Linked DNA regions of Mus musculus: regions 1, 2 and 4 are each linked to region 3. Evidence: chromatin contacts called from public promoter capture Hi-C data. All regions are on one chromosome and are shown on one strand. The core of a region is the stretch at or near the end of the contact, and the rest is flanking DNA. Distances in the headings are between cores, read along the strand shown.

The links. Promoter capture Hi-C pulls out the DNA fragments that hold promoters and counts their contacts.
Region 1: a promoter capture Hi-C map of hippocampal neurons shows a contact between it and region 3, with 4 times the contacts expected there. A contact is called at or near these places in 7 of 39 promoter capture datasets (the HPC-7 cell line, cranial neural crest, hippocampal neurons and 4 more).
Region 2: a promoter capture Hi-C map of fetal liver shows a contact between it and region 3, with 4 times the contacts expected there. A contact is called at or near these places in 8 of 39 promoter capture datasets (cranial neural crest, fetal liver, hematopoietic stem and progenitor cells and 4 more), 1 of 484 Hi-C or Micro-C datasets (embryonic stem cells), 2 of 130 datasets of targeted methods (hepatocytes and memory CD8 T cells) and 1 of 9 other capture datasets (macrophages).
Region 4: a promoter capture Hi-C map of hippocampal neurons shows a contact between it and region 3, with 3 times the contacts expected there. A contact is called at or near these places in 3 of 39 promoter capture datasets (cranial neural crest, hippocampal neurons and liver) and 1 of 484 Hi-C or Micro-C datasets (liver).

The regions. Positions count from the first base shown.
Region 1 is chr19:38,053,789-38,056,488 of GRCm38.p6, reverse strand. Cep55 (centrosomal protein 55) reads right to left here and starts at 1,448. Exons shown (of 10, transcript NM_001164362.2): 1 at 1,172-1,448.
Region 2 is chr19:36,918,276-36,920,975 of GRCm38.p6, reverse strand. It overlaps Fgfbp3 (fibroblast growth factor binding protein 3), which reads left to right and starts at 1,377. Exons shown (of 2, transcript NM_028263.1): 1 at 1,377-1,404; 2 at 1,699-2,700. The coding sequence starts at 1,760. The coding sequence ends at 2,512.
Region 3 is chr19:37,433,403-37,436,102 of GRCm38.p6, reverse strand. Hhex (hematopoietically expressed homeobox) reads right to left here and starts at 1,262. Exons shown (of 4, transcript NM_008245.3): 1 at 870-1,262. The coding sequence starts at 1,233.
Region 4 is chr19:38,123,450-38,126,149 of GRCm38.p6, reverse strand. It overlaps Rbp4 (retinol binding protein 4, plasma), which reads left to right and starts at 1,339. Exons shown (of 6, transcript NM_011255.3): 1 at 1,339-1,392; 2 at 1,503-1,631; 3 at 1,718-1,854; 4 at 2,015-2,121. The coding sequence starts at 1,521. It overlaps Gm32440 (a long non-coding RNA gene), which reads left to right. Exons shown (of 4, transcript XR_877843.2): 4 at 1-396.

The DNA of each region.
Region 1 (2,700 bases), core at 199-2,698, 620 kb before region 3:
ATAGACTGAAGGCAGCCTAGCTGCACAAAACTGTTTAAACAAATCACAGACTATTACTACAAAGCCTTTTTACCAGGTAACCTAATCGGGACTGGATATAAGCTGGCTAAAGCAACAGAAAGAAGAAGAAACAACATAGAGTCTCGGATGCTAGGAAGCTTTCAGAACAGTGTAGCAGGCAACAGCAATACAACAAAAGAAAAGGAGATTCACATATTCTTAAACTGTAATTAATACTAATAGTCATAAAAGCTACCACTACAAGAAAATCTACTTAGGGCGGTGAGTGTGAGGTTGTCCTGTATAAAATCAGCCTAAAAATAATAGAACTGCATAAACAAACTTGAACGAAATCTGTATTAATGCATTCAACCTGGTTTTGCCCACTATCTTGACAAATACCAAGTAAAATTGCTAGTACAATCTGCCGAGGCAAATGCACAGTTAACGTGTTTTAGGAACCTGCTACCACAAACGTTTCTCCCTGGGCTTCTGCTGACGTCAGAAGGAGGACTTAACAGTTTGAAAATACCCTCAGGACATTTGCATCCTAACTTTTGGAGAGGATTCCTAAAAACTTAGTGTTCTTGACTCTTGTCTAGGCTGACCCAGCACACACTCCTCCTCATCTCAATCCTGCTCTCACCTAGTCTTTCCTTTCCCAGTATTTTCTATTCCAATCGATCATAAAGTTCTTTTTTTTTTTTTTTTAAAGTTCTTCTACTCGGGAACGTCCCTACCCAGTCCTAGTGGAATCTCCTTCAGGATGTGCTCTCTTAAATTTAATATGGGACACAGAACTCACCATACATACACAAGCTAGCAGTCAGTACTATCTGCTCACAACATTTTCTTTTTCAATCAACAACTGTTCAAAAGAACTGTGTTTTGATTTTTTTTTGGGGGGGGGGGCATACAAGAGCTTAAAGGCAGCTGCTTGGAAATCTCTGACTCGACTGAAGGGACCTAAGTCATTCTGGTCAGGAGTCTAAAGAAGCATTTCCGTTCAGTAAATCTCCCAAATCTACGAGGGGTCAGGAAAGAGGCAGGAAAATAAAAAACTGCAAAGAGAAGCGCTTGCTAAGCAAAGGCTGACCGCACTGGAGACCTGAGAGACCTGGCTCAGGTCACTGGCCTCGCGGTAACCTCTCTGTTAAGAAAGTGATAATACCGCCAAGTTCAAAGGAGCCGAAAGGATGGCCTGCGGGCCGGCGGTCGACAGGAACGCAGCGCGGGGTCTCTCAGGGAGCCAGCATGTGTTCCAGCGATTCCAGCCAGGGGAGACGGAGTCCTGCGGCGTGATCTGCTCACCAGCGCTCCTCCCGGGAGGTCTAGTCCTGCCCAGGGGCTAACGAGCCCCGGCTGTCCTCCCCTCCCTCCCCGGCCGAGGCCGGGACCACTCACTACCTGAGACAAACACAGCGCTCGCGTCGCCGCCGCAGACCACTTATCAACCAGGACACCGCTTCCGGGAGTTTGAATCCCGCGGCTGTAGGGCGGGTCACGTCACTGCCGGCTTGGCGAAGGGCGGGGTCTGCAATCAGAGGACGGGCGGGAGAGGGCGGGGTCTGCAATCTGAGGAAAGGCGGGAGAGGGCGGGGCCTGCAATCTGAGTGAAGGCTGGAATCTGAGGATGGAGGAGAGAGGGAGGGCCCAGGAGCCTGAGGGCGGGGCAAAGGCGGAGTCTAGAGCCAGAGGAGGGGCGGGGCAAGGTCTGGAACCCGACGGCAGGCGGGGCGAAGACCGGCTCTGGAATCAGAGGGAGGGGATCGAAACTAGCCGGGCAGACGGGTAGGGGCAGAGTGGGGAAGGTAAGGGCGAGCAAGACATAGAGCCTGACGGGAGCTACAATCCGTGCCGGCCGGGTCAGAGAAGGACCTTGTGAAGATAGAGGGTGTCTGTGGAAACGTGGTGTGAAATGAGGCGGGTGTGATGGTGTGGGTGTGGGTGTGGGTGTGCGGGAGTGTGGGCGTGGTGGAGGCGGAGCCAAGGACAGAGTCGGAGGACCAGTTCAATCTGGGCCTGCTTGCTTTTCTCTGTGTGTTCGGACCCTGCTGTTATCCATAGGACAAGCTCTGTGACCCTCGCCTGGGACTGACTGGTCTATGTTCTTTGGGAACCAATTTCTCTTTGTGAGGTAGAGCACAACCTCCTAGTCTTCCGGGCGGGCCACTCATTTACCCTGTCAAACTCAGGGGCGGAGCAATGGGGAACGAAGCTGTAGGGAGCTGATAAACTCCCAGTTTGAAAACCGAGATTGTGAGCCCCAGCAGCGATTCCAGATTGCTGCCCTACAGGCAGATGTGTCTTTATTGGTCTTTATCGGTCACATCAGGGTCTTGATTAGCGTCTTGAGAACTTGAAGCAAACAATTGCTTATGGCGTGTCGTTCTTAGACTTAGCCTAGGCATACCAGAAGTTTACAGCGAAAAAAATCAGTAGCAAAGCATCCTATGAAGGTAATGTATGTAGTACAAGGGTTAAAATCCTGAATGCCTCTTAATAGATGTGTGGCCTTGAGAACATTTCACTTCCTTGAGCCTCAGTTTCCTGATCTATACCAGGATGCAGATAACCATCTGGTAGTGTGGCTGCGAGGGCTAGAGTTTAACAAATGTAGTTAGGCACTGTTAAGTAAAAGACAACAAATCCATTTGTTACTGAATCTAGTGGATGAGAAACCATGTAAGGAATTTCAGT
Region 2 (2,700 bases), core at 128-2,627, 520 kb after region 3:
AAGGGAGTCTTCTAAGATGGCTCAGCAAATTAGAGACTTGCTGCTAAACCTAACCACCTGAGTTGAATCCTTCAATTCTTGAGACTTGCAAGGTGGGAGGAGATAGTAGACTCCTGAAACTTGTCTTCTGACTTCCTCACGTATACTGTAGCATTTGAGCACACACACCAAGTAAACAATAAACAAATGTAAAATTCTCTTTTTATTTTATAAATGTTATATATATATATATATAAACCTTGGGCTGGCGAGATGGCTCAGCGAGTAAGAACTCTCTTCTGATGGTTCTGAGTTCAAATCCCAGCAACCACATGGTGGCTCACAACCACCCATAATGAGACCTGATGCCCTCTTCTGGCACATCTGAAGACAGCTACAGTGTACTTATATATAATAATAAATAAACCTTAAAAAAAAAACAAAACAAAAAAAATTTGCAGGTGGGTGGCGGTGGTGGCGCTTGCTTTTAATCCCAGCACTCGGGAGGCAGAGGCAGGCGGATTTCTGAGTTCGAGGCCAGCCTGATCTACAAAGTGAGTTCCAGGACAGCCAGGGCTACACAAAGAAACCCTGTCTCGAAAAACCAAAAACAAACAAACAAACAACAGCAAAATTAACCCAACCCAAATTCTATCCTCCTACAGAGGCATACAAAGAACAGATTACTACTTAAACATTACACCACTTGAATTTGTATTACTTTTCTACCACAAAGCAAATCATTCCTTTTAGGACCTTTGAGTTCTGAAAAAATATTTAGAACTAATCTATCATATCCCAAATAGTTAAAAACCAAAATGTCCCTACTTGGATGTACTGATGAAAATACAGAACTGAGTGACATGATAAATAGAAAGACTGAAAATAGTGGGGCCTTTGAGATGACTCAGTAGGCAAAGGCACTTGTCACCCCACCGGGCCCTACAAACTGAGTTGGATCTCTGGGGTACACACACACAGAAGAAATACATGCAATGCAAAACGAAAAAAACCAAAACAAAACAAAAAAAAACCTGCAAATAGCATCTGGTTCTGAATATTATTGTTTCATTTCATCTTTCTTAACTATATATAGACCAGATAAATATGTACAAGTTTCAAAAGGAAAGAAAGTTTTGTTAACATTTGTCTTATTTTCAGCGGTGAGAGCAAAATACAGCATTTTATATTTCATGTCACATGGCTGCTTCTATCACTTCCGCGTGCTTCTGCACGCGGGTGTATCTTCTGTGTGTGTTAGCAGTGGCCGAAACCTACTGAGAGAAGTCTGGGAGGGGCATGAAGGGGGAGGCCCCTTCTGTCCCATTGATAACAGGTTCATTCACAGCCGTTTAAAACAGACTAATCCCTTATGCAGTCATTCGCTCTACTCCAATAGGGCCCTTCCACCTCTTCTAGAATTCGGTAAGCTAAAAGTACATGTATCCGATTAATCTGAAATAATTTTGTAGACAGTTTGGTGACGGGTGGAGGGTGTGTGGTTGCGTGATCATTAAACTTCATTTTTCTATTTTAGTGAATGTTAAAAAACGATTCCTTAAACATTAAGTTGTTCCCTTAGGACAGACAGCTCTTTAAAGGGGCTTCTCCCTGCTAACTGAGAACACTGGTTTCGGGAAAGTCCGGTCAGGAGAGTTGGCAGGTTCCTGTGTCCAGGGAGAGGGCTGAGCGGGACTCATCCGTAGCCTTCATTCGCAGATCCTAGGATGCTCCTTGCCTCCTGTTGCCTGCGCTGAGGTCCCAGGAATCCCAGAGTGGCATGGCCAACGCGGGCATGAGTCCTCCGAGGCCGCGGGCGTCGCTCTCCCCGCTGACGCTGCTGTTGCTGCTGGGAGGCTGCCTCCTCTCGGCTGCCGGGAGGGACAAGGGGGCAGCAGGCAGGGAAGTGACCCGGGCCTCCCGACCCACGGTCGGCTCCTCCGGTCGCTTCGTGAGTCCAGAGCAGCACGCGTGCAGCTGGCAGCTCTTGGTACCCGCCCCGGGGACGCCGACTGGCGGAGAGCTGGCCTTGCGCTGCCAGACCCCGGGCGGGGCGAGTCTGCATTGCGCCTACCGCGGGCATCCGGAGCGCTGCGCGGCCACCGGCGCCCGGCGCGCGCACTACTGGAGACGGCTGCTGGGCGCGCTGCGCAGGAGACCACGGCCCTGCCTGGACCCCGCGCCGCTGCCGCCACGCCTGTGCGCCCGCAAGACGGCTGGCTCAGACCTGCACTCGCCCGCTCACCCCAGCCTACCCGCGCGTCCCAGCGAGCCGCCCCGGTCCAGGGCGCGGAGCCCGGCTCGGTCGCGACAGTCGGTGCGGTCCCCAAGCTCCCAGCCGGAAAAGAAGCCCTTGCTAGTGAAGTCCAACTCGGGCGGGAGGAAAGCGGGCTCAGACCCAGTTCCGGAGCCTCCTGCGGCGGCCGGATTCCAACCCAATGGGCTGGACCAGAATGCCGAGCTCACTGAGACCTACTGCACCGAGAAGTGGCATTCCCTTTGCAACTTCTTTGTCAACTTCTGGAATGGCTGAGGCTGCGGGCTGGCAAGGGGCACTAGGGGTAGGTGCTGAGAAGCAGAGGGTAGCGCAGCCGAGGCGGGAGATGTCCTTGGACAGGGAACCGGGATGGAGAATAAGCTAGTCGGCTAGTCGGGATTCCAAAATGGGTCAGGGGTCAGGGTAAGAAGAATCTGAAGCAGCTGGAGAGGGCTTTTGTTTTT
Region 3 (2,700 bases), core at 13-2,512:
TGGTGCGTCTGTCCGTCCGTCCGTCCCTATGTCCACAGACCTACACCTAAACATTTTGAAAGTTGGCATTGTTTTTTTTTCCCCCCGAGATTTTGCTTGCGTCAGGCTTCAGACTTGGTGCAAAACAGCCTCCAAAGATGGGGGTGGGGGGTGGCGGGAGAGGCAGAGAGGAAGCAACTGGTTATTTTAGCTGCCATAAAGTCACATCCCACACAGAGGAAATGAACAATATCAGAAAAACGGATCCTGGCTATCAGACGTCGAGTGTTTCCTGAATTTGTCTGTATTGAGGATGTCGATAAAATAATCAGCAGCGTGCACTACTCCGGGGGAAGGGTCTGCTTCATGCAGCCAGGAAAACACTTAACAGCTTCAGAAACCAGATTTACTCCTATCGAGAACTCAAGATTTCCTGTATGAACGGAAAGGGTCAGGCTCCTTCACTGCACAAGCTTGTTGAACCAAGCCCAGCCCAGGAACCGCCCGGGCAGGCAGCTCTCCCTGCCCTGCAGGGGCCAGGCTCAGGGCGCCCCGACGTCCTCTTCTCCGGGCCGCTCGCTAAGGGAGTCCCCCACCCACCCCGGGGCGACACGCGTGGCCAGGGCCGCCCTCCTCCACCTCCCCGGGAGCCCCAGGTCTCTCCCGACTACGCTTGCCCCGACGTCTGCAAGGTGCAGGAAAAGCAATCTGAGTCGCCGAGCTTCCCAGTACCGGGGCCCCGCATGCACCCGCGAGCCGCTCGCTCCGAGAGCTCGCCGCAACTTTTCCACTGCGCTTCCCGTCCGTCCGCCCCTGCCGCCTCCCGCGCGCTGCCACCCGCCGGGAGCGCCTTCCTCACGGACGCCCTCACTCGGCCCCGGCCGCCTTACCCAGGGGGTCGTGGCGGAGTAGGGCGTGCGTGTAGTCGTTCACCGTCCGCGGGAACGGGTACAGAGGGCCTCCGAAGCCACTGGGGCCGTAGGCGGCGGCCAGCGCGGCGGCCGGGTGGTGCGAGAAGGCGGGGTGGACCGGCGTGGGCTCGTACACCGGGGTCCGGTAGGAGGACACGAGGCTGGTGAAGGAGGAGTTGGGGGACGGCAGCGTGGGAGTGGGCGTGGGGGCGGCGGGCCCGCGACCCAAGATGTCGTCGATGTAGAAGGGCGTCGGGTGAGCGGGCTGCAGCAGCGGCGTGGGCGCATACAGCGGGACTCCCACGGCGGGCGCAGCCGCGGGCCCCGGGTGCGGGAACTGCATGGCCGCTCCGCAGCCCCTCGCAGAGAGCTGCCGGCCGGCGGCGCCGCGCTACATTTATTTGCGCTCTGCGCTCCAGGCGATAGGCTCGGGCAGCCGCGGGGTGGGGCCGCGCTCGGTCCCCTTCCTGCCGCCAGGCCCTGCGGCCAATGGCGCTGGCTTCAGATTCGCCTCCGCCCCCCACTAACCCCCGCGCCGATCCGCCCCCACCGGCCCAGCTCCCGCCCCCGAGACGCACGGGCTGTGGGGCTCCGGGGACCCTCCGCCAGGGTGTTCCTGCGCCGCAGGCGCCCCCAGAGGTTCCAGGCACCTAGCGAGCGACTGCGACCGTCGAAGAGGAGGTCACAAGACGTGCGCCGCGGGGCGCGGATCCTGACGGGATGGCGCCACTGCTGAAACTCGGGCAGCCTCTGGAACCTGGAGAAGCGATGGGACTCTGCGGGCCAGGAGGCCGCCGGCAGGATGGCACCTTCGGGCGGCCAGAAGGCTGCGCTTCTTGGGGTAACGGTGGCACTGTCTAGAACGGGGGACCTCCGCAGCTCGGCGCTCCAAGGAGAAGACCCAAGCCGTTGGCTGCGTCCTAGTCCCAGACGGGTACTGACAGCGAGGCTGCAGGTGTTCCAGACCTATTTGAGGACCCCCTAGCTCGGCCACCTCCCTGGATGCTAACGGAATCTGCTCCAGACCGGTATCAAGATAGAACCTTAATCGTATGGCGCAGGACAGAGGCTATGCAGTGTTCTTCGATCCAATGGGGGTGGGAGGTGCTCCTGGACCTCTGTCCCCAGGCCCTGAAGGACACAGCTGCGCTTAGCCGGCCTCTGAGGTTTTACACGTGTTTTCTATTCAAAGCCGTGGTGCGCTGCTCAGTGTGGCCTCAGCTCTGTGCGGCTTCACTCGCCTCTGGGGCAAAGGGGCATTTTCTTGATTGACGCCCTCCTGGGGTGACCACACCTTGAGTTGGGCAGTTTCTGCTAAGGACTTCTATTAGTAGAAAAACTCCCTGGCTTTTTTTTTTCAACTGAGATATTTAGTTTTATCCTTTGGAATTAATCTTCAGCTGCAGTGGGACTGAAGGCGAAATAGCCAGAGGACCTGGGTCCGAGTTTCACTTCACACCTTATTTTCTTGAGCAACTACTGTGTGTCATTAGCAAACGAGAGAGGCAGTCTCTGCCCTGGTGGAAGCAGGAAACGAACACAGTCACATCTACTAGGGAGAAATCGTGTGTAAGGGTCGAAACCTTAAGGAGCTCCAGCCCCTCCTTTCGGGTAAAGGAGAGAGTCACTTTGAAAAAGGAAAAGTCTTCCCAAAGGAAATAATGTTTGAAAGATAGGTAGGTGTCAAGGAGCCTAGGGTGTGAGTGACTCCAAGTCAGAAGAGCACTTGAGTTGAGTCTGTCAGTTTATTGCCCTGGGCTTTTCTCACCTGTCCCGTTTGGGACTTGACATAAAGGTTCCTAACTGCTTG
Region 4 (2,700 bases), core at 90-2,589, 690 kb before region 3:
AGCACAATGGGTGCAGGGGTGGAGAGAGAACCAGGCAGGTGAATGTCCAAAAGCTCACAGGAAGCTGAAGGAGGCCGCAGGTATCTCTGCAAGGTTGCCAGGCATGGCTAAGGTGCTTGTTGAAAGAAATGGCAACTTAGTTCTTTCTGTGGCGTCTCTGTCTCTCCTCCTTTCCCCATCTCCTCTTATATAGCTATGGCAGAGTGGTCAATGTACTCTCATATGCTCAGACTTTGGGCAATGGAGACACAAATACTTTCTCGTCAAAAAAAATTTTTTTTTTTCCCACTAAATCTCATTTGGTCGAAATCTTCCTCCTTTTAACTGCTAGGTTCAGTTTGACAGATCGCAAACTCCAAATACAGAGGGAAATGTAGAGTTATATCGTGCCATAGGCAAAAAAAAAAAAAAAAAAAAAAAAAAAAAAAAAAAAAAAAAAAAAAAATCAACCCTTCAACAGCTTTTTTTGGCTACTACCATTAAGGTTATGGAATTCTTTCCCTCTCCTTTTTCTCTTCCTGAGCCAGTTTTCCTCGCTGTTCTGGAAATAAATAAATCCTAATATGGCTTAGAAATAAAAATGCATGGTAAACACTTGGCAATTATGTTTTTCAGTGTGGTTTCAGGGGAGTGTGGCAAGAGAAGTGGACGATCAACCACTCGGCCATTGGCGCTGAGAAAATATTTCCTGTCCTGACCAGGTTGCGTTTCTAGAGAATATTTAACAGGGAGCGGTTTAGTCCTTCTAAAGATGATGAAATGAAAGAATAAATATTGACCCAAACAGCACCACAACTCATCAAAGAGTAAAATATGCCCTTTCTCAAAGGGGGAAAAAAAAACAGCCAAAATATGCCAAAAAGCTTCTCACAACAGCTCCTCAGTAGAAGCAGGGGCCACTTGGGAAAGCCAGGGCCTGGACGCTAATGTTCCAGGCTACATCATAGGTCCCTTTTCGCTCAGTGAGGCCACCATCACCACACCATGGCCACGTAGGCCTCCAGCCAGGGCAACAGGACCTGGAGGCCACCCAAGACTGCAGCTGGCTGCCGCTGGGTCCCCGGGCCAGCTCTTGGCCCCGATGGATCCTCTGGGCTGGAGAGTTTGGCTCCACCGAGACCACCCTGAGCGGAGCTCGGAGCATAGGCGACGTGGGACGGCAAGGCTGACGGAGGGGCCCCGCGTGCGTTCAGGAGTGAGTCAGGGAGCGTTATGCAAGCTCGGCCGCCCCCCCCCCTCCCGCCCCCGGCACCTCCCCGCGGTCTTTCACCCCGCGCGGTTACGAAAGCGCGACCCCCTCCCCCCGGAGCTATAAAGGACCGACGGCCGCTCGGCTCCGTCGCTCCACGCGCGCGCGAACGCGGCGGCCAGGCTTGCACGCGGCTCCTGCTGGTGAGCCGCCGCGCGCTCCCCCGGGGACCTGCAGGGCGGGGTGGGGCGGGAGGGGGCGACGGGCGGCCTCGGTCCTCCGGCCCCGCGTTTACCCTGCGCCTGTCCCGCAGGGCAGACTCCGGGGTGAGATGGAGTGGGTGTGGGCGCTCGTGCTGCTGGCGGCTCTGGGAGGCGGCAGCGCCGAGCGCGACTGCAGGGTGAGCAGCTTCCGAGTCAAGGAGAACTTCGACAAGGCTCGTGTAGGTATCAGCCCGGGTTCCCCGATTCCTGCGGGTCAGAGGTGGAGCCCAGACTCCAGTCCCTAGCTCTCTCATCTCTTTCTCAGTTCTCTGGGCTCTGGTATGCCATCGCCAAAAAGGACCCCGAGGGTCTCTTTTTGCAAGACAACATCATCGCTGAGTTTTCTGTGGACGAGAAGGGTCATATGAGCGCCACAGCCAAGGGACGAGTCCGTCTTCTGAGGTCAGTGGCCTCTGGTGGGCTGTGTGCGGCGTTCCAAAGTGCCTCCCACCTTGCCTTTGGCTCCCTGGGAGCCCAACCCTCACTGGGATGGGAAAAGAGTACCTTGGATGAGGTAGAAGCCCTTTCCTGGCTTGGCTCAGGATTCTCTTGGCTTTTGCAGCAACTGGGAAGTGTGTGCAGACATGGTGGGCACTTTCACAGACACTGAAGATCCTGCCAAGTTCAAGATGAAGTACTGGGGTGTAGCCTCCTTTCTCCAGCGAGGAAGTGAGTAGTGGGGCATACATGGCCAAATCACTGCGTTTCTGTTCAGCGGCACCGTTGGGAAGGGCTTCGAGAGGCAGAACCCTCAGCCCTGTCTGAATTTAGGGGATGTGGGATTAGAAGCGACTGGATTCTCAGCCTAAAATACCTAATCCAAGTTCGGAAGGGCCTTTGGGCTTATCGGGTACCATTTCCCTGATCATCCACTGTGACTTACTTCACGCTGTCTCACACATTACCACTCCACTCTGTCTCTTGGAGTGGAATCTCTGAGACAGTAGGACAATCTGGAACATCGGCAGAGCTAGAGACCGATATCCAAGAGGAGGGAACTATGTGTCTGAGCTGGGTCACAGCCCAGGCCCCTCCCGGTGGACTCCCAGCCAGGCAGTGTTCTGGAAGCAATAGTCTCCTTTCCTTAAATACTCATATGCAAGGCAGGATTTTGAGAACTCCCAACAAAGTTCCCTAAAGTTTGGGATTCTTCTCAGGACACACAATTGACATGTTCTTTGACTCCCCCAGCCCATTTCACTTAAATTATAGATCCGAAAGCTACTTGATAACTAAGGAATAATTTAG